6 separate regions of the Mus musculus genome follow, and all the other regions are linked to region 3. The links are chromatin contacts, called in public Hi-C and promoter capture Hi-C maps. All regions are on one chromosome and are shown on one strand. Each heading gives the region's core, a stretch centred on a gene start, on an enhancer-like site or on the middle of the called end of the contact. The rest is flanking DNA. Distances are from core to core; before and after follow the strand shown.

The links. Promoter capture Hi-C pulls out the DNA fragments that hold promoters and counts their contacts. A called contact is a pair of places that touch in the nucleus more often than the background predicts.
Region 1: a contact with region 3 is called in a Hi-C map of B cells, with 8 read pairs. The contact joins the promoter of Lamtor4 here to the promoter of Ap1s1 in region 3. A contact is called at or near these places in 1 of 39 promoter capture datasets (liver), 1 of 484 Hi-C or Micro-C datasets (B cells) and 1 of 115 datasets of contacts at active chromatin or transcription factors (pancreatic cancer cells).
Region 2: a contact with region 3 is called in a promoter capture Hi-C map of liver, with 2.5 times the contacts expected there. The contact joins the enhancer-like site here to the promoter of Ap1s1 in region 3. A contact is called at or near these places in 4 of 39 promoter capture datasets (embryonic stem cells, liver and pre-B cells), 2 of 115 datasets of contacts at active chromatin or transcription factors (embryonic stem cells and microglia) and 1 of 9 other capture datasets (liver).
Region 4: a promoter capture Hi-C map of the HPC-7 cell line shows a contact between it and region 3. The contact joins the promoter of Ywhag here to the promoter of Ap1s1 in region 3. A contact is called at or near these places in 4 of 39 promoter capture datasets (the C10 cell line, the HPC-7 cell line, liver and 1 more) and 1 of 9 other capture datasets (pancreatic islet).
Region 5: a contact with region 3 is called in a Hi-C map of B cells, with 10 read pairs. The contact joins the promoter of Cnpy4 here to the promoter of Ap1s1 in region 3. A contact is called at or near these places in 1 of 39 promoter capture datasets (liver), 1 of 484 Hi-C or Micro-C datasets (B cells) and 1 of 9 other capture datasets (liver).
Region 6: a contact with region 3 is called in a promoter capture Hi-C map of pre-B cells. The contact joins the promoter of Tmem120a here to the promoter of Ap1s1 in region 3. A contact is called at or near these places in 2 of 39 promoter capture datasets (liver and pre-B cells).

The regions. Positions count from the first base shown.
Region 1 is chr5:138,254,083-138,256,904 of GRCm38.p6, reverse strand. Lamtor4 (late endosomal/lysosomal adaptor, MAPK and MTOR activator 4) reads right to left here and starts at 1,423. Exons shown (of 4, transcript NM_001081108.2): 1 at 1,102-1,423; 2 at 572-652. The coding sequence starts at 1,104.
Region 2 is chr5:135,902,790-135,905,489 of GRCm38.p6, reverse strand. No RefSeq gene overlaps it. Among named protein-coding and RNA genes, the nearest start is that of Hspb1, 16 kb to the right of the region's middle. Within about 2 kb of position 1,414, at least 250 of the 459 cell types and tissues checked have an H3K27ac peak or open chromatin away from gene starts, as enhancers often do. A contact at or near this core is called in embryonic stem cells and liver, where this site is marked.
Region 3 is chr5:137,044,467-137,047,490 of GRCm38.p6, reverse strand. It overlaps Ap1s1 (adaptor protein complex AP-1, sigma 1), which reads left to right and starts at 1,383. Exons shown (of 5, transcript NM_007457.3): 1 at 1,383-1,483. The coding sequence starts at 1,481.
Region 4 is chr5:135,933,052-135,935,910 of GRCm38.p6, reverse strand. Ywhag (tyrosine 3-monooxygenase/tryptophan 5-monooxygenase activation protein, gamma polypeptide) reads left to right here and starts at 1,270. Exons shown (of 2, transcript NM_018871.3): 1 at 1,270-1,588. The coding sequence starts at 1,502. It overlaps Gm40346 (a long non-coding RNA gene), which reads left to right and starts at 1,595. Exons shown (of 2, transcript XR_868594.2): 1 at 1,595-2,859.
Region 5 is chr5:138,185,969-138,188,988 of GRCm38.p6, reverse strand. It overlaps Cnpy4 (canopy FGF signaling regulator 4), which reads right to left and starts at 1,454. Exons shown (of 6, transcript NM_178612.4): 1 at 1,269-1,454. The coding sequence starts at 1,404. It overlaps Taf6 (TATA-box binding protein associated factor 6), which reads left to right and starts at 1,763. Exons shown (of 15, transcript NM_009315.4): 1 at 1,763-1,819.
Region 6 is chr5:135,742,785-135,745,517 of GRCm38.p6, reverse strand. It overlaps Tmem120a (transmembrane protein 120A), which reads left to right and starts at 1,346. Exons shown (of 12, transcript NM_172541.2): 1 at 1,346-1,470. The coding sequence starts at 1,390.

The DNA of each region.
Region 1 (2,822 bases), core at 174-2,673, 1.2 Mb before region 3:
GAGTTCAATCCTCAAGACCCACATGGCAGGAGAATTCACTCCAAAGTGTCCTCGAACTTTCACCCCCTGTGGCACCCATACGTGCGTCCCTACAAGAATTTAACAAATAAAAACAAACTACAACTAACTAACTAATTGTATAACTTGGGTAATGGTTTGTTTGTTGTTTTTTGAGGCTGAGTTACATGTAGTCCAGGTTGTGATTGAATTTGATATGTAGCCAAAGATAAGCCTGAACATCTAACCCACTGTTTCCACCTTCCAAGTGCTGGGACTACACTCTGTTTGGTTTTATGCAGTATTGGGATTGAAGAGAAGGCTCTGTGCATGCTAGGCAACTCATTCTCCGTACTAAGCTACCTCCCCAACCTTTTGGTAATTAGCTTTTATACCACATATCCAAATACTACATAAAGCTTACTATATGGCAAGCAAGGAACCACAGAGAAGACAAAAAGAGACAACTTGGAAATATTTGAAGGGATTTCTGGGCTGTGTGTCCCCAAAGGACCCCCCCACACACACACACACACACACCCTCCACCCCACGCTTTGCTTTCCCACAACGCACCGCCAGCACTGCACCTTCGCTCAGCACCAGGTAGCCAAGCTGGTCTGGGATTCGCTCCAGCCCTTGGGTCAGTGCGGAAGTCTAGAGGGTAAAGAGACAAGGAGAATCATGACAGCCTTGCAAACCCATCTCCCTCCTGGATATGAGCCTTCCAAGGCCCTCATAATGGCTTGTAACACTGAGTCTCCATCCACGGTCACTATTGGACCTCTGAGCTCTTCCACTTGTCATGTAGGTGACCCAGGAGGCCTTCCTAGCCCCTCAACCCCTCCTCATGTCCCTTCCCACTCCAGTCCCCTTATGCCCCGCCCCTTGTGCCATCTAGACTACTCCCCCGCTGCAGAACACCCGGTAGCGGAGCCTTCCTTCTCCAGCCCTCCCTGTCGCTTCCCTCCCATCTCTGTTCCCTTTCGGTCCCAGGGTGGACTGGAGGTGACAGTGAAATGCAAGCCATAAGGTGGCAACAGAAGCTCGGAAAACAGGGACGCGGAACCGCAGGCGTGCACACCCGCGCATGCGTCCACACTCACCATCGCAGCCGTAGGTGCAGTGTAAGCAGTCTGCCGGATAGGTAGTTTCCGGCTCCAGGCTCGGGTCAGGTGGTTTCACCAGCTGACTGTAGCCCAGCCCTTCGCTTGAGGATTGGATGGCGGGTATGTCATTATACTTTATCAACCACTGCGGAGCCCCGCTTTCCGAACACATTCGTGGATTGGTTGCATTTCCCCGCCCCTCAGGATTTGCCTGCGAGAGTTGTCCGGAGAGTCGCGGGGCAGTGTCGCCACACGAACGTGCACTGCTTCTATCCTTTGCAATAGGAATATGCATCTGCCGGTGGCTTCCAAGAAGAAAGTAGAACAGTCCGGTGATGTAAGAGGAGTCTTAGGTGTCACTGTTCAACCTGAAAAGAGAAACTAATGTACCAATGTGAAAGACGATGGTTTGGTTTACACGTGAAAAGCTGTTCACGTGTTAACTTTCTGCCTTGAGTATATGTGTTAAGAGTGGATCGGCCCAAATATGGCTATGAATGAGTAAATCAAATTTGCTGTGTACACACAGTAGTGTAAGATCAATACAAGATGATAATGTCCTGACACCAAATGCAGCTTGAGAATCTCCAAAACAAGAGAAAGCAGGCCAGGGAGATGGCTTCAGAGACCACTCAGCCTTCAGAGGCTCAGACCCAACCAAAAGGACGGGTTGTGAAAGGGCAGGTTCATAAGGCTATATATTATGTGGTCCCATCTATGTAAGACGCTTAGCTGTGACTATTGCCGAATGCTTGTAATCCTAGTTTAAAGCCTGAGAGGCCGAGGATTGGGCTGAATAGGGAGTTCAGTGCCAGACTGAGGCCTGAGCTACCTACCAAGATCCTGATTAAAACACATACACTTCTTGCAAATACAGAAAAACTGAAAGCAATTACTAGTTGGTAGTGGGGCAAGAAAAAATAGGAAGTGCTTATTAATGAGGGTATGGCAGGGCATGTGATTTAAGCTTTTTGGAATTCATATTGAAGTCTGCATATCTTTGTGAATGTGCCGAAGTTACTAAGTTGTACACTAAATTAGTGAATTATATCCCCCACCCCATTTATTTTCAGTGCCAAGAAGCAAAGTCAGGGCCTTATGCATACTGGGTGTGGGTCTGTACCCACAGCACTAAACAAAGAAAGTCGTCCACCCCAAATCATCTTGTAGAAGCAGCAGCTAATTAGAGAAAATGAGGCAAGGCTGTAGCTATCGTTTCAAAACTTGCCTAGCATGCATAGGCCCCAGATTCAATCATCATGACCAAAAAATTGAAGTAGGGCTGGCAAAGTGGCTCAGCGGGCAAAGGTGCTTGGCACCATTGCTCTGAAGTGGGTATACAAATATCAACAGCTGCTTTGTACAATCCAGAGAATGGTCTACAGTAGCCACAATTTTTATTTTGAACGAGTGACTTTATAAAGTGAGTGAGAGAGAGAGAGAGAGAGAGAGAGAGAGAAGCACATCAATTTCCATCAAATCAGGTACTCAAGTATCCAAGTATCCAGCCAAAACTACCTGAGGAAGTCCCTTTAAGACAACTACGAACAGACAGAGTTCTGGGCAGAGCAGAGAGTTTCTTCAGGGAAGGCTTCTAAGTAAAAGAACAGAAATCATGAAATTGGGAGCTTACAGACATCCATCCAAAACCAACCTGGAGAGGCTGAGGTTGCTAGCTGGAGTTCTGGATTACGTTTTCACACCATGACTGAGCATTC
Region 2 (2,700 bases), core at 165-2,664, 1.1 Mb after region 3:
TCGGTCAGGAAACGAGAGTTGGGCAACTATCGGCTGGGTAAGCCCAGCCTGTTCTGAGTCAGTCTTTGAATTTTAATCATTCTAACTGTTGTCCAGAGCCCCACCATGATATACCCTATTGTGGGGGCAGAAGCTAGAGGTGCCATATCATTGGTATATGTGGTGCATTGACTTAAAAAACAAAACAAAAAACGCAAGGTTTTATTTCTAGTCTGGAAGTCAGAATGCCTTTCCCTTCCAAGTGCTGGGAATAAGGGCATTGGACAGAGACTAAGCCGTGGTCACGGACTGGATCCCCCTCTTAGACGTTTCAAGACAAAATGAAGCTGGGTAAGGATAACAGGCCCTGGGAGGGAGCTCAATCAAATTGGTAAAGTGTTTGCTTATCATACATGAAATCGAGCCAGGTGTGGTGGTGCACACCTTTAGTTTCAACATTTGGGAAGCAGAAGCAGGTAGATCTGTGAGTTCAAGGCCAGCCTGGTCTACAGAGCGAGTTCCAGGACAGGGCTACACAGAGAAACCCTGTCACAAAACAAACAAACAAAAAAAAACAACAAAAACAACCCACAAACTCCATGCACATCAAGACCACCAGGGTGCATGTGGGGGCACACCTGCTGAAGTGGGGTACACCTGATATTCCTAGCACTCTCAGAGGCTGGAGGCTGAGTTCTAGATTGAGAGCTGGAGCCGAGGCTAGGTTGGGAAGAGTGTGCCGTGCTTTTACCAGGACCCAGCACCCTGGCAAGCCAGGCGACCTGTGCTCCAAAGGACCGTCAACAACTGATGCTTGCTGCCTTCCAGCCTACCTGAGGAAATTCACATCCCAGGTTCAGGAAAAGAGCCTGGCTCCGGAAGAGGCAGTAAGCAGTAGAGGATACCCCAACACCCTCTTCAGGCCTCTGCATATGCCTGTGTACACAACACACCCACACAAAATCTTTTTTAAAGTTGCAAGGTAATGTTCAAGACTAGCTTGGATTGCATGAAACCAGTCTCAGAAAGAAAGGAAAGCAAAGTTAAAAGCGGGGGAGGATGCTGAGAAGATGAGGTGCAAAACGAAGACACATTTCTGGGGTTCAAGGCCTACTTCCATACATTTCAGACTAGCTTGGGCTGCATATGACCGGGTCTCAAAGTTTTGTCAGGCCCTGTGAGTATAGAACTCCAAAGACGGCTAGGAGCAATGTTGTGAGTTTGAAGCCAGAGTCATACAGTTAGACCTTGTCTAAAAGAAACAAAAAAGGAAAGAAAGAAAAAAGGCCAAGGAAGGTAGAGCGTTAATACAAGATCCTGGAGTTGGGGTAACTGGGATTGGGATTCAGGAATCTTCCCTTCTGGGATCTATTTTCCCCAAACCCTCAATGACTCCAGCACCGACGTCCTCTGCCTCCCCCTGGTGGGTACTGCCGGTTCTGCAGCTGTCCCCGTTAGTGCGGGTATTTGCTTCCAGCCTTGAGCCCAGACCCTGATGACAGTAGCGACCTCGAGGCCAGCCCATCTGAGATCTCCATTCCCGAGTTTCTGCATGTTCCCCTTCCCAAACACCTGGGCTTGAAACGAAGGATTGTGCTGCCTGCGTGTGCCCATAAGAGCCAGGCATCTAAGAGTGACCACTCTCCTACCTCTGGCCATTGCGGACTGCCCAGGTACCCGGCTGTAAGCTAGGCAGGGCTGCGGCTCAGCCCCGCCCCACCCAGCACGGAGATTGCCTTCTAGCCCGAGCGTGGCAAGAGCCAATCACAAGCCAGCATCTCGCCTCCGTGCCAATGGCCGGCCTGTTGCTGGGTCTCGCATCCCTCCTTTGGAATTCGCCTGCCGAGCCCGCCGCAGTGCTAATGCGGAGCTTATCATGGCTTCCGGGTCCTCTTCACTCCGCTTTGTCTCCTCCTTTGTAGTCCTTACCGAATAATCTGCTTTGGCCTTTTAGGGCGTAAAAACCTCCTTTAGAGGGTGGTGCATCAAGCTCCAGGTGGTCCTCGCCCTCAGGGTTGCTATAGAAACAGTGACCCACTCTCTGACCTCTAAGCTTGCTGCAGTCCCTAATCTCCATATTATCTTCCCGAACCGATCCCAAGAAATCTATCTACATTTCTCCTGTGTCCTTAACTGGGGAACCGGGGCTCAGCATCTTTGTGCTCCAGTCCACATACTCTGGGAGAGCCCAAAGGTGAATGACCAATATGCCAAGTTTCATCCCCTCACACGCTGGCCCTTTGGTAGTGGGCTATGATAGGCTATGATAGTCCGGGGGACCTAGAAGCCAGTTTCTTCTCTCTGTAGTATTCAAGGCCCCAGCCAGCTCTGGTCAGATATTTACGATTTCAAATTAATGGTGGCCAATTAGGAATCAGCTTGCAACAAGGTCAGAAGAAGAAAAGAGTGTCGGCTCCTCCCTTGTCATTTTCTAACCATGAATTAGGGAGATGAGGCTAGGTGTGGAGGTGCACGCCATTTATCCCAGCACTCAGAAGGCAGTGGCAGTCTTATGACAGTGAGTTCGAGGACAGCATGGTCTGCATACCAAATTCCAGGACAGCCAGATAGACAGCTACATAGTAGTAGTAGGAGGATTGGAGGAATTGTGTGTGTTTACATGTGTGAGTGAGTTCTCTCCTTCCACCATGTGGACCTCAGATATTAAATTCAGGTCTCTCAACAGACTTGGCACGGGCTCCTTTCTCCACGATGCCATCT
Region 3 (3,024 bases), core at 134-2,633:
TTTGTTGCTCAACGATTTTTTTTTTTGACATTGTGTCTCAGTCCATAAAATGAACTAGCTATGTAGTCAAGAGTCATTTTGAACTCTTGATCTTAGTACATCTGCTTGTACCTTCCAAATAATCACATAATAGGTGTATACCAGCACATCCAGTTTGGTACACACACACACACACACACACACACACACACACACACACACACACACACACATATTCCTCCATAGCCCCAAAACTGGTCATGACCTCTTGCTCTTCCTGCCTCAGCCTCTGCAGGGCTGGGATTGTGACTTGCCTCACCACACCCAGTTCTGGAATCCCACTCTTGCTTGCTTGACAGAGCCACACTGTGTAGTCTAGGCTGGCTGTAGCCTTCTGGCTATGGGGATTACACCACACCCCTTTAATACTATAAGATTCTCTTCATTTCTTCCCCTTTCTCCTTAATTTACAATTTCCTCCCATTCTTTATATTCCTGTTACAGTATTCCCATTTTCAACAATTTTTTTATCCCTGATTTTTATCCCTGGTTTAGTTTTTTTTTAAGATTACATTTTACAAGTGTATTTTGTGTTGCCTGTGACCATGTCTGTCTGTCTGTGTGTGTGTGTATATATGTGTGTGTGTGTGTGTGTGTGTGTGTGGTGTATACAAGCTAGGGTGCTTGCTTATACAGAGGTCAGAGGACAATTTGCAGGAGTCAGTTCTTTCTTTCCACCTTGTGGGTTTGGGGAAACATCTTTACAATCCGAACCATCATATCTGCACTGTTTTGTGTCACTTTTGTTGTTGTTGTTGTTGTTGGAGACAGGCTCTCTGTGGCCTTGGGTGGTCAAGACCGTGCCATGTAGCTGCAGCTGAACTCCTGTCTCTGCCTTCCAAGTGTAGAGATCACAGGATACACCACCACACCTGCCTTGTTTGCTTTGGGGACAGGATCTTGCTTGCTCTGGAACCCTGAGCTGTCCTTGAACTCTTTATTCTCCTAGCCTACCGGTCTCTATTTCCCTCATCCTGCCCATCACCACCCTCTGACTGATGTTTTCCACATCATTCCTCCCAACTTCTTCATCAGCTCCAAAGATCGTGCATACACCTCTCACCCTTTTCCCGCCTTTTTCCCCCACAAATGCTCCAAAGCTCGAAGTCCTCATTGTCCTCTACCCCCTCCCTTCCCATCCTCCAATCAACCCACCAAGACAGCCCTGTTACCATGACGACCAGGCTTTTGCAAAACTGAAGTCAAGGACCTGGTTGCCATGGTTTCCGCTTCTCCGCCTCCAGCCCCGCCTGCGCGCCGGATGAGATGGGGGTGGGTCGCTGCAGCGTTGGCGCCTGCGCAATGCGTCCGTGCTTGGAGCCGGCGAGGCCTTGGGGCGGGGCTTCAAGCGGAGAGGGAGGGAAAAGAAAAGAATCCGACTGGGAGTGGAGCTGGCTTCTACGGTGGCCGGAGAGGGACGCACCGGGCTGGAGGCTGCAGGATGGTAGGCTGTGAGGAGAGGGAGGGGACGGGGACCCGAGGGGCGTGGGCTGTACCTGCAGGGGTCCGGAGGGGGGCTGCCCTTTGTGGGAGTCGCCCTGTCTTCCCTGTGGTCCGCAAAGGATCCACTTCCTGGAGCTGCTGGAGAGAGCTGACCTCGGAAGCTGGAAATGGCACTAGGGACAGGGGTTGGGAGGAGTCTTGCTGGTTAGGAGAGAGGGGACTAGAGCTGAATGGTGGCGGGACTGTCCCGAGCCTGGAGAAGCGCTCGGGACTCTGGGAATCTTTAAGACCCTCCCAGGCACTGCCGCAGGGAAGGCACGAGGTTGGGGCGCCGGGGTCACTCGGGATGGTTGCAGGTCGCCGAAACCCCTTCCCTTGAGGCCCACACTGGAGCATGGCCCATGGAGAGCTCGGTGTGGGAGGGAACAGTTTCCGGGTCTCTGGAGTGAACCTCCTGTCTCGCTTCCTTGACAGCTCACCCGGAGTTCTGGCTCAGGTGGGCTCTAGGGTTTGCCGTCGGGGACCTAGGCTCTGGAAGACTCCCTACTTTGGCAATCCCAGCTCTCCACCCTCTCCGGGGCATTTTCTTTTCCGGAACCCAGGCCTTCCTGCTGTAGCTGTCACCTCCTTTTCTTAACTACACAGGACTCCCTCAGTTCTTCACCTTCCCTATCCCCCCCACCAACAGTACTTACTTCTAGCTTCTGGGGTGTTGTTTTCTTTTAACTTAACCTGCTAAACTGGAAGTGTGGGACACACACAGATATCCCAACCCGGGCCATGTTCTCAGAGCTGTTTGCTGGGAATTGAGTTCAGGATATGGAATGAGGAACCTCTGCAACTGGTAATAAAACTAGGGCCATGCGGGAAGCAGTGAGGACTCTGCTTGCTAGTTATTCCACAGACATTCCCTAGGAGAGCCCTCCAGGGTGACTATGCCCCTGTCTGAGGGACCCAGTGATCAGTCACCTGATGTCTCAGAAGAAAGGTCAGGCCTTAGAGTGCACACCTGTAACCTGGTACTCAGAGGTAAGAAAAAGGGAGATCAGAAAACCAAGGGCAGCCTTCGCTACTTAGGGAATTGAGATCAGCCTGTGCTACATGAAACATTGTCTCACAAAAGAAAGACAGAAAAGAGGGCCAGAGAGACGGCTCAGCTTGTCCGGGTGGCTGATAACCTGAGGTCATTCCCAGGAGCCATGTGGTGGAAGGAGGGGACTGACTCCTCCTCTGACCTCTGCATGTAAGTGATGGCACGTGGGTGCCCCACACATACGTGTAAAAGAATATAAAAGAACGCTTTAAAGAAACTGGAAGCCGAGCGTGGTGGCACACACCTTTAATCCCAGGACTAGGGAGGCAGAGGCAGGCAGATCTCTGAGTTCGAGGCCAGCCTGGTCTACAAAGTGAGTTCCAGGACAGCCAGGGCTACACAGAGAAACCTTGTCTAAAAAAAAAAAAAGCTGGGAAGAGAGGCAGTATGTGGAACTAAATGTGTGGATGGTGGAGAAAAATGGAGGGTAAAATCTGAATATTTCTGCC
Region 4 (2,859 bases), core at 21-2,520, 1.1 Mb after region 3:
TTCACTTTGGTATGTTAAAAGTTAGTCAGCTGCTTGTTGTGGGTTCAAACAGTTGTCTCCTTTTTTTTTTTTTTTTTTTTTTTTTGAGCCGAGTGCTTTGTCTGCTTTGTGTATTGTTGTGTGCTAATGTACAAAGTCATTGGAACTGGGCCGGTGCTCAACGTGTTGAATGGATGAAGCAAAACTCTACAGTCAAGGCCATTGTGTTGGTGCATGCCTATAATTCCAGAACTTCGTCTAGAGTCACCTTAAGAAGTGTAAGACCCTACTTCAAACCAAACAACTCATAAAAACACAATGAAAATAAAATACGCAGTCAAAACTATAGCGGGTGTGCGTTCAGGCAGGCGTTGGTCCAGTTCACTGGAGAGGAAGAAGGGAGTCCCCCAGGGTCAGTCTGCAGGCAGCTACACCATTTAGGGAAAATAGGCAATATACCGGGCGGATATGTGTCATTCTATGATTTCATCCAGTTAAGTCCGATGTTAAAGTGCATCACTGGAGACTGCAACCATGGTGGGTGTGTGTTAGACAGTTGTCCAAGGGTTGCATCATTCACGCGGCCATCTCTAGGACAGGTTCACCTTTTCCATCTTTTCCATGGTGGTGGTTGGGCAGTTTGGATTTACGGTGTCTGTACTTCTTCTGCCTACTTTATATTCGTGTTTTTCCCCTACCCCTCCACCATGACCAGTTACTTCAGTTTCAGAGAGTCCAGATCTAAGGCCTTGACCTTTTCTTTCCTTCCAACTGCCCAGAGGCTATGGGGCGAGGCCGTGAATCAGCACTCGCTTAGGCTAGTGTAGACTGCTTCCCCGCCAGGGGTCCCCAGCGGCTGCGGGTTAGACCCTGCCCCCCATCCGGTCCGCCTCTGCCTGCGCGCAATGCCCACTGGGAGATGTAGTCTCCACCACCCCTTTGTCCTTGGTCTGCTCTGTAATTCAGCTTGCTGCAGGTCAAACTACAATTCCCAGGAGGTCACGCGCCAGAAGCTATGCAAAAAAAAAAAAAAAAAAAAAAAAAAGGGGGGGGGAGAGGCCCCCAGGGGGCAAGGAGAGGTGGGTTTGATGAAGCTGAGGATTTACGGTAAAGTGAAGAAAGGGGCACATTAGGGAGCAGTGTAGTACTGGGGATACACTGAGAAAATCGCAAAGAGCCACCGCGAATGTTCCAGTAGAAGAGAAGCCCAGTAAATGCAGGACCGGGCGGGACCGGGCGGGGCGCGCGCATGCGCGAGTAGGCGGTGACTTTTACGTCACCCGTGTGGGCGGGACCGCAGGGGGTTGTCCGCCCGCGGCACGCATTGGAGCCGCAGCCTCCTTGCGCCGGGTCCCGCGGTCGCAGCTCGTGCCGCCTCCTTCTCCTCCTCGTCTCAGTAGCTTGCTTCGTGGGTCGGTCCCTCCGACACACGAGCTCCAAGCCGCTCCTCTCTTTTCCTGAAGCCCTTCAAGGCGGTCTTCGGTTTCCTTCTTTCCAGCCGATCCTCTTCAGCCCTGTGAAGATGGTGGACCGCGAGCAACTGGTGCAGAAAGCCCGGCTGGCCGAGCAGGCGGAGCGCTACGACGATATGGCCGCGGCCATGAAGAACGTGAGTGTCTCCTCCCCTCCCCCCTGCCTCGCCCCAGCCTCTCCCGACACCGCGTTCCTCGGCGTGGAAGGCATGCTCCAGGGGCATGTTGTCTTGTCACGACTATAGGGTCACCTCTCCATCTCACTCCTTGGAGGGGTTGGGGACGGGGGCTCATGCACCCGAGTGGTGACGCGGCCTCTTTCCCAGCCTCTCCGAGTTCGGGGCTGGGGCGGGGTCTTGCGTGGCTGGTTTCTGCTGTGGGGTGGGGGTCTCTCTGTGACCCTGAATGTCCAGAGACCTGAGTTGGGGGCCGTGCGCATCCTTTGTGCCCCACTTCCCCTCCTCCCAGTTTAGGCGTGGGGGCGGGGGGACCGCATGGATGCGGTTCCTCTTTCTCTCCCTGGTGTCTGGGCGGCGCCTTCCCCATTCACTCAGCAGGTCTCCCAGTTTGCCGCCTCCCCACTCCATCACCCCCCCCCCCAATCTTTCCCACTGACACATCCTTTAAAGACGTTTCGGGAAGAAAAAAAATGTAGGACCCCCTCTCCTAAAAGAAAAAAGAAAAAAAAACCCAGCCTCAATGATGTAAAATCGAAACCACCTTTCTCACGTTTTTTTTTTTGTTTTTTTTTTTTTTAACAAAAGGCTTCCTTTTAACCATTCCCCAAAGCAAGTCTGTTAGGAAGGGAGGGATATGTGTGTTGCTGGCATTCCCATTCATGGCCCTCTATATAGCATCTTCATTTTTCATTTTATTTATTTTCCATTTCAAAGGGTTAACTATAATGCCTTTGAATGTTAACTGACTGAGATATGCAGTTTCTCTTTTAATTGCAGGCACGAGTCTGCAGAAATTCGTTTGAGTGTAAAAAAATATTCTGTCTGATCTGATACTGCAAACAAAGCGGTGGTGGGAGGCAGTATCAAGTCATTCCAGAAGATTCTGCATTTGTCATATTGCAGAGAGCCTAGACTGGGTGGAGGCTGGGAGGATTTATTTTAAAGGGGAAAAAGTCTTTTTAAAAGAATTTTTTTTTTTTTTGTTAAATGTATCCGAGGCTTTTTTTCTTCTGACCTAATGTATCCTCGTTCTGACGAGAAGGGAATACTGTCGCATTTTTGTCTGAGATGCAAAATCCTAACTAGTTGCACCATTTTGTCAGTTACTCTCAATTTATTAATGAATTGGGGACCAGTTTGCCAGCGGGGGTGGGGGGGAGGTGCTCAATATTCCAAAATTCAGTAGAAAAATTACTATTACAGTTTTCAAAAATTAATAATTGGGTTTT
Region 5 (3,020 bases), core at 205-2,704, 1.1 Mb before region 3:
TACATACGCCAGTCAGTGGTGGCGCACACCTTTAATCCCAGCACTCGGGAGGCAGAGGCAGGTGGATTTCTGAGTTTGAGGCCAGCCTGGTCTACAGAGTGAGTTCCAGAGTTCCAGGACAGCCAGGGCTACACAGAGAAAACCTGTCTCAAAAAAAAAAAAAAGTGTTTTTACAGCTCTCCCCTCACTCCAAAGTTGGCTTAGGGTCTGGGAAAACAGTTCTGTAAGTAAAGCACTTTTAAGCTTGAGGACCTGAGTTCAGATCCTAAGAACCTCTGCAATGTTAGGTGATGTGGCACACGCTATCCCAGCATTCTGAGGTCAGAACTAGAGACAGGGGGTTCATATAGTTAACTTCTGCCTTTAATCCCAGCAGAGGCAAGTGGATTTCGGAGTTAGAGACCAGTCTGGTCTACAGGCAAGTTCCAGGACAGCCAGAGCTATAAAGAGAAACCCTGTCTCCACCCCCACCCCGACTCAGAAGAGTGGGGACACAGATGCAAAAATAAGTGAGAGATTAGAATCAAGTCATGGGTGTCAATGATAAAAACATGTTGTTGGGTGTAAAGTGAAGCAATAATGAATCCAAAGAAAAAGTTAGAGTTAGGGAGCCACAGGATATTTATTCAGTGACCTGGCTTCCTCCCTGTTGGGGATGGGAGGGGTGGTTGGGGGGAGGGCATTTACTAATGTAGCCAGAGGCCATGCTGCTTGTTGTAAAATCCCTACAGTGCACCCCATCTGCAAAGCCTCACACCGATGGGCAACTTCTAAGTGGTGTGGTGTCTTCATCTTCTCTTTATGAACTTCAGCTGGGGACTTACTCACCTTTAAAACCCCTAAAGGGGGCCATCAGGCCTGTAATTTAAGAGCGTCTCTGCCAGGGCGGGACTCAGTATGCCTATAAGGAATGAGTATTACACCCCACCCATGCAGATTGTCCAGATTTTTAACAAGGAGAGAAACGACTGAGGAAGATGCTCCATAGAGCCAGCGTTACAGGTTCTTGAACTACAATTCCCACAATACATTGGGGCCCAAGCCCGCAAGAAAAACCTAGATCCTTCTGGATGCCACCTGGGAAATGTAGTGCCACCTTAACCCTGCTTTCCCTCCCTTGTTCCCATTCAAGTGTTACCAAGCTCCAACAGAACCTCTTTCAAGACAGTCTAGTGATCCATCTATCCTAGCCCATTTGATTCAGCCTAGAGTTAGAGAGGCAGGAGGTAGATAGGGAGATGTAAATAGCAACTACTCCGTTTCTGTACCTTCGCATTTGCTGGGCAAACGTTCTGTGTCATCTTCCTCCTCTTTTGTCGCCTCAGCCCAAGCACCGTACGCTGCCAGGATGAAAAGCAGTATCTCCAGCCGCACAGGTCCCATGATAAAACGCAGTCCACACATACAACCACCCTTTGCCTTCAGACCAACTTCTGGAAGGCAGCGGGCCCTTTAAATTTAGGCGAAGCCCGCAGCAAGCTTTAAAAAAAAAAAAAAAAAAATCATAGAACGGTCAGCGCATGCTCAGAGCCAGCCCGAAAGTGGGTGGAGCGTGATGGCTCAGTTTTGTGGCGCCTTCTGAAGGTCCTGACAGCTGGGTAATGAAGATACAAATTGAAGTAATTAGAATAGAGTAATATGATCTTTACACATGCACGTAGAATGAAATTTTTATATAATTTCAGACTGTGAAACGATATGGTCTATTTTGACATAGGGAAGAACAGTGATAACTTTTTGGCTTCTGCCAGGACCTACTCCTGTCAGGGGGCGGGGCCAAGATGGCGCCGAGCGCCGGGTGAGCGGCGCTTTGGCAGCGGTGAGAGGCTTTTACTGCTCCCGGTGCTTGGCTGGCGGGGGAAAGTCTGAGGTGTATCCGTGAGGAGACCCTTTGAAAGGGCCCATGTGAGGACTGGGAAGAAGACGGTTGGTTGTGTGTCCGTGCTCGTGGGGACCCTGTGCGTGACTGCACTGGAAGGATGGTGGGGCGATGTAGTGGCTTGTGAACCTCCTGTAGCGCTGCCCGGGTAATCTTCGAATCACTTCCCTAGCTGAGAAAAATGATGTAAAGATATAGCTCAAGTTATCCCTTCTCTAAGAAGTCTTCCTGTCGCTTCCACTGATCTGAGAAACTCCCGAGGCTGCTAGAGTGTTTTATGAAACCTTAGTGGCAAGGGTACCACCACAGAGGACTGGGACCCGACCAGGTACAGAGTATGTGCTGAATAATTGTATTTCCTGTAGACAAGATTTAACAAAAGTCTGAGAAGACTTGGAATGAAAAGAACCAGTCCCTAGCACTCAGTTCTGAACACTCTTGAGGTTGGTTTCATGTCCAGTGTCAGGCAAGCTCCTTTCCTTTTAACCACAGAGTAAACTCCAAGCTTGAGTCTGTGTCTTTTTCATTTTGGTAATTGTTATACCAAGTATTTAGTGAACACTTACACCTTATTCATGCTGGGCAGTGGTGGCTCACGCCTTTAATCCCAGCACTTGGGAGGCAGAGGCGGGCGGATTTCTGAGTTCTAGACCAGCCTGGTCTACAAAGTTAGTTCCAGGACAGCCAGAGCTATACAGAGAAACCCTGTCTCGAAAAACCAAAAAAAGGAAAGAAAAAAAGAAAAAAAAAGACTTATTCATATATTTAACAATGCCCTAGGCACCAGATAGGTCAGTGAACATAACAGACATATTCTTGTTTACTGGTGGGGTAAGGATAATAAACAAGAAGAAATAATAGCCAGGCTTGGTGGTAAACAGCTGTAAAAGGCAGGAGGCTCTCCAAATCAAGACCACGGGATGAATTCCAGACGAGCCTGAGACCCAATTGTAGAAGGGTTGTTTAACATGTGGAAGGTCTTAGATTTAATCTAGAGTGATTTTATATATATACATATTATATCACTATTATTAAGAAGAAGAAGAAAACATAGCAAACAGGTAAAGCCAGGCATGGTGGTATGTGCTTGCAATCCCAGTACTTGGGAGGTAGAGGCCAAAGGACCAGTGTTGTCTACCTA
Region 6 (2,733 bases), core at 97-2,596, 1.3 Mb after region 3:
TGAAGGCCAGAGATGGGTATTGGATCGCCAGGGACTGGAGTGACAGATGGTTGTGAACTACTATGTAGACCTAGGCATTGAAGCCAGGTCCTCTGTAAGAGCAGCCAGTGCTCGTAAGCCGAGCTTCTCTCCAGCTTTATTCTAGATGTCTAGGCGTGCCATGGTACCTGTGTGGACGTCAGAGAACACGTTGCTGAAACCGATTCTCTATTTTCACAACGTGGGTCCTGGGATCAAACTGAAGTCACCAGACTTGGCCACAGGCACTCTTACCTGCTGCGCCCCCTCATGGGCCACAAGTCCCAAAAGCTCTTCCTCAGACTCAGAACAAGTCCGGGTGGAGGCGCTTACAAGGGGACTGATGAAGAATGTAGGGTGTGATGTGGGTGGTAGGTAGAGTGAGTGCGTGTCCTTGGCGAGGGTGACCAGGAACTTCTGATTCTTCCGTCTGCACCTTCCAAATGTTTGCATCACTGGCATGCGCCTCTGCATCTGATCCCCCCCGGCCCACCCCCCACCCCACCCCCATCCCCCCGCCAGGGTTTCTATGTGTAGCCTTGGCTGTCCTGGAACTCACTCTGTAGACCAGGCTGGCCTCGAACTCAGAGATCCACCTGCCTATGCCTTCCAAGTACTGGGATTAAAGGCGTGCGCTGCCTTTAACTACTGCCCCGCACTGCATCTGATGTTTTGTGTGGTGCTTGGGTGAATTGCCCTCTGAGCTTCCAGCATGCTGGGCAAGTTCTGTACCGAGTCTGTAACTTGAACCGCACTGGTAAGGCTTCGGAAGTGACACGGTAGGAAGTTTAGGAGAGGCAGCCTAAAAGTTAAGGACGGAGGAGAGCTTGGAGGACTCAGGGCCAGGAAAGGAGTATCTGTAAAAGCTGAGAGACGAAGGCTGTCCCTAGAGAGGCGCAGCTTCTCAAGGACAAAAGTGTATGAAGAGTATGAGGTGGCTCACGCTTCTAATCTCTGCACGCGGCGAGTCAGAGGCAGGGGTATTTCTTGGTTCCAGACCAGGCTGAGCTACATAGTGAGACACTATCTAAAAATTTCAAAGTGTTAGAAGCACGTGTCTCCTTGGTTTGTGAGTGGTCCGAGGAAGCAGACTTCTCGGGTAAAAATGCTGGCCGCCCAGCTCTGGTCTCAATTCGAGGAGACGCCCTGCGGGCCCATGTCCCCGCCCAGCTCTCGTCCCTGGCTCTGATTGGCTGCTCCTAGGGGCGGGGCTCACGCGCAGATTACGCCGGGCCTTTTCCCGTTGGCAGTCACGGCGGCGCGAGCCCGGAAGCGGACGGGGGCGGTGGCGGAGGCTTCTCCGGCCGGCCGGGGTTGCAGCTCCGTCCTCCCCACTCGCGGCTCTCCGCGGCCAGTGGCGTGGACAAAGACATGCAGTCCCCGCCCCCGGACCCGCTGGGCGACTGCCTGCGCAACTGGGAGGATCTGCAGCAGGACTTCCAAGGTATCCAGGTGAGCGTCCCTGCGGCCATCCAAGCCCCGAGCCACGTCTCTGTCTCGGGGACAAGGGTCAGGCAGTACTAGGTCACACATAAGGCAGCTCGGAGGGGTCAGGGGTCGAGACTCTCCCCTACTTTTCTTCTTAAATGTCTGATGGGAGCCCGGATTGCCCGCGCGTCCCCGGCGTGCCTGGGCGGGATCCCTCTGTGCCGGGATATCTCGACTTTGTGCAAAGGCCTTGAAAACTGATCAGGACTCTTCTGTTGCCCCTCCCCCTGCACTGCTACCCGATCTGGGACCCAGTCCCCTTCCTAAAGAGCAGTCACCCGAGGCAGAACCCAACGGGGCCCAGCCTTTTGGGTCAATTACCCTGCAAACTTGCAGCCGGACAACGCCTTCCCCGCCCTTGGCTAACTCTGCTGAACGCCGCAGGGAAGCAAGTTTAGGTAAAATTCGGGCCTGGTTGGGGAAATCTCAGCCATCTGAGACGGAGGGACAGCGCCCACCTAGGGACAAGAAGAGGCCCAGTACATGTGGCTCTTTCTTGTAGGGAGAGGTGGGCGGGGCAGACTGTACCAGGACCTCCTGGATTGGTAGAGCGACCACTGGAAAACCTCCCATCCCAGGATGGTGTTGTTTGTGGCCACTCTGTCTCCATACCAGAGAGAAGGAAACCAATGCTTCCTGGAAGGCTGTCACTGGGCAGAGGTGGCACATGCTAGAGTTTGAGGAGGATGCGGCAGCTTATTTTGGCATGAGAAACAGACCTAAATAGTGGAGCCTGGCCAATAGGAGACTAGGTTAGACCTTTGCCTCTATTGGACTGTTGCCTAGCCTCATGTGTCCAGGTTTCCCCAGAACGCTGGCACTAGAACTCTCCCTAGAGACCTACACAGCTCCATGTCTCCCAGTTTTGCCATCACCACGATGACCTCAGCCCCTGCCTTGATTTCCCCACACTGCCCCTTGCCCTTCGTTTAGGCTGCAACTTGCAAGGCTCACCCACCAGGGCAAAGTACTTGGGGAAGCTTTGGACCAAAGGTGCTTGCAGGAGGGGAGTGGATGGGAGGGACTGGCCTTAGGGCGGGAAGCCTGACGACCTTTAACCTGAGATGAAACGTCAGGAATGCCAGGGTAGAAGGCAGCATGGCTATCCCTGATTTCCATTCTTTCAGGCTGGGTAGGTAGGAGGATCTGAGAAAGGAAGGGGTGAGTTTAGGCAGCCCCTTTGAGAGCAGCAGTTCTCAGCCTGTGGGTCACCACCCCTTCAGGGAG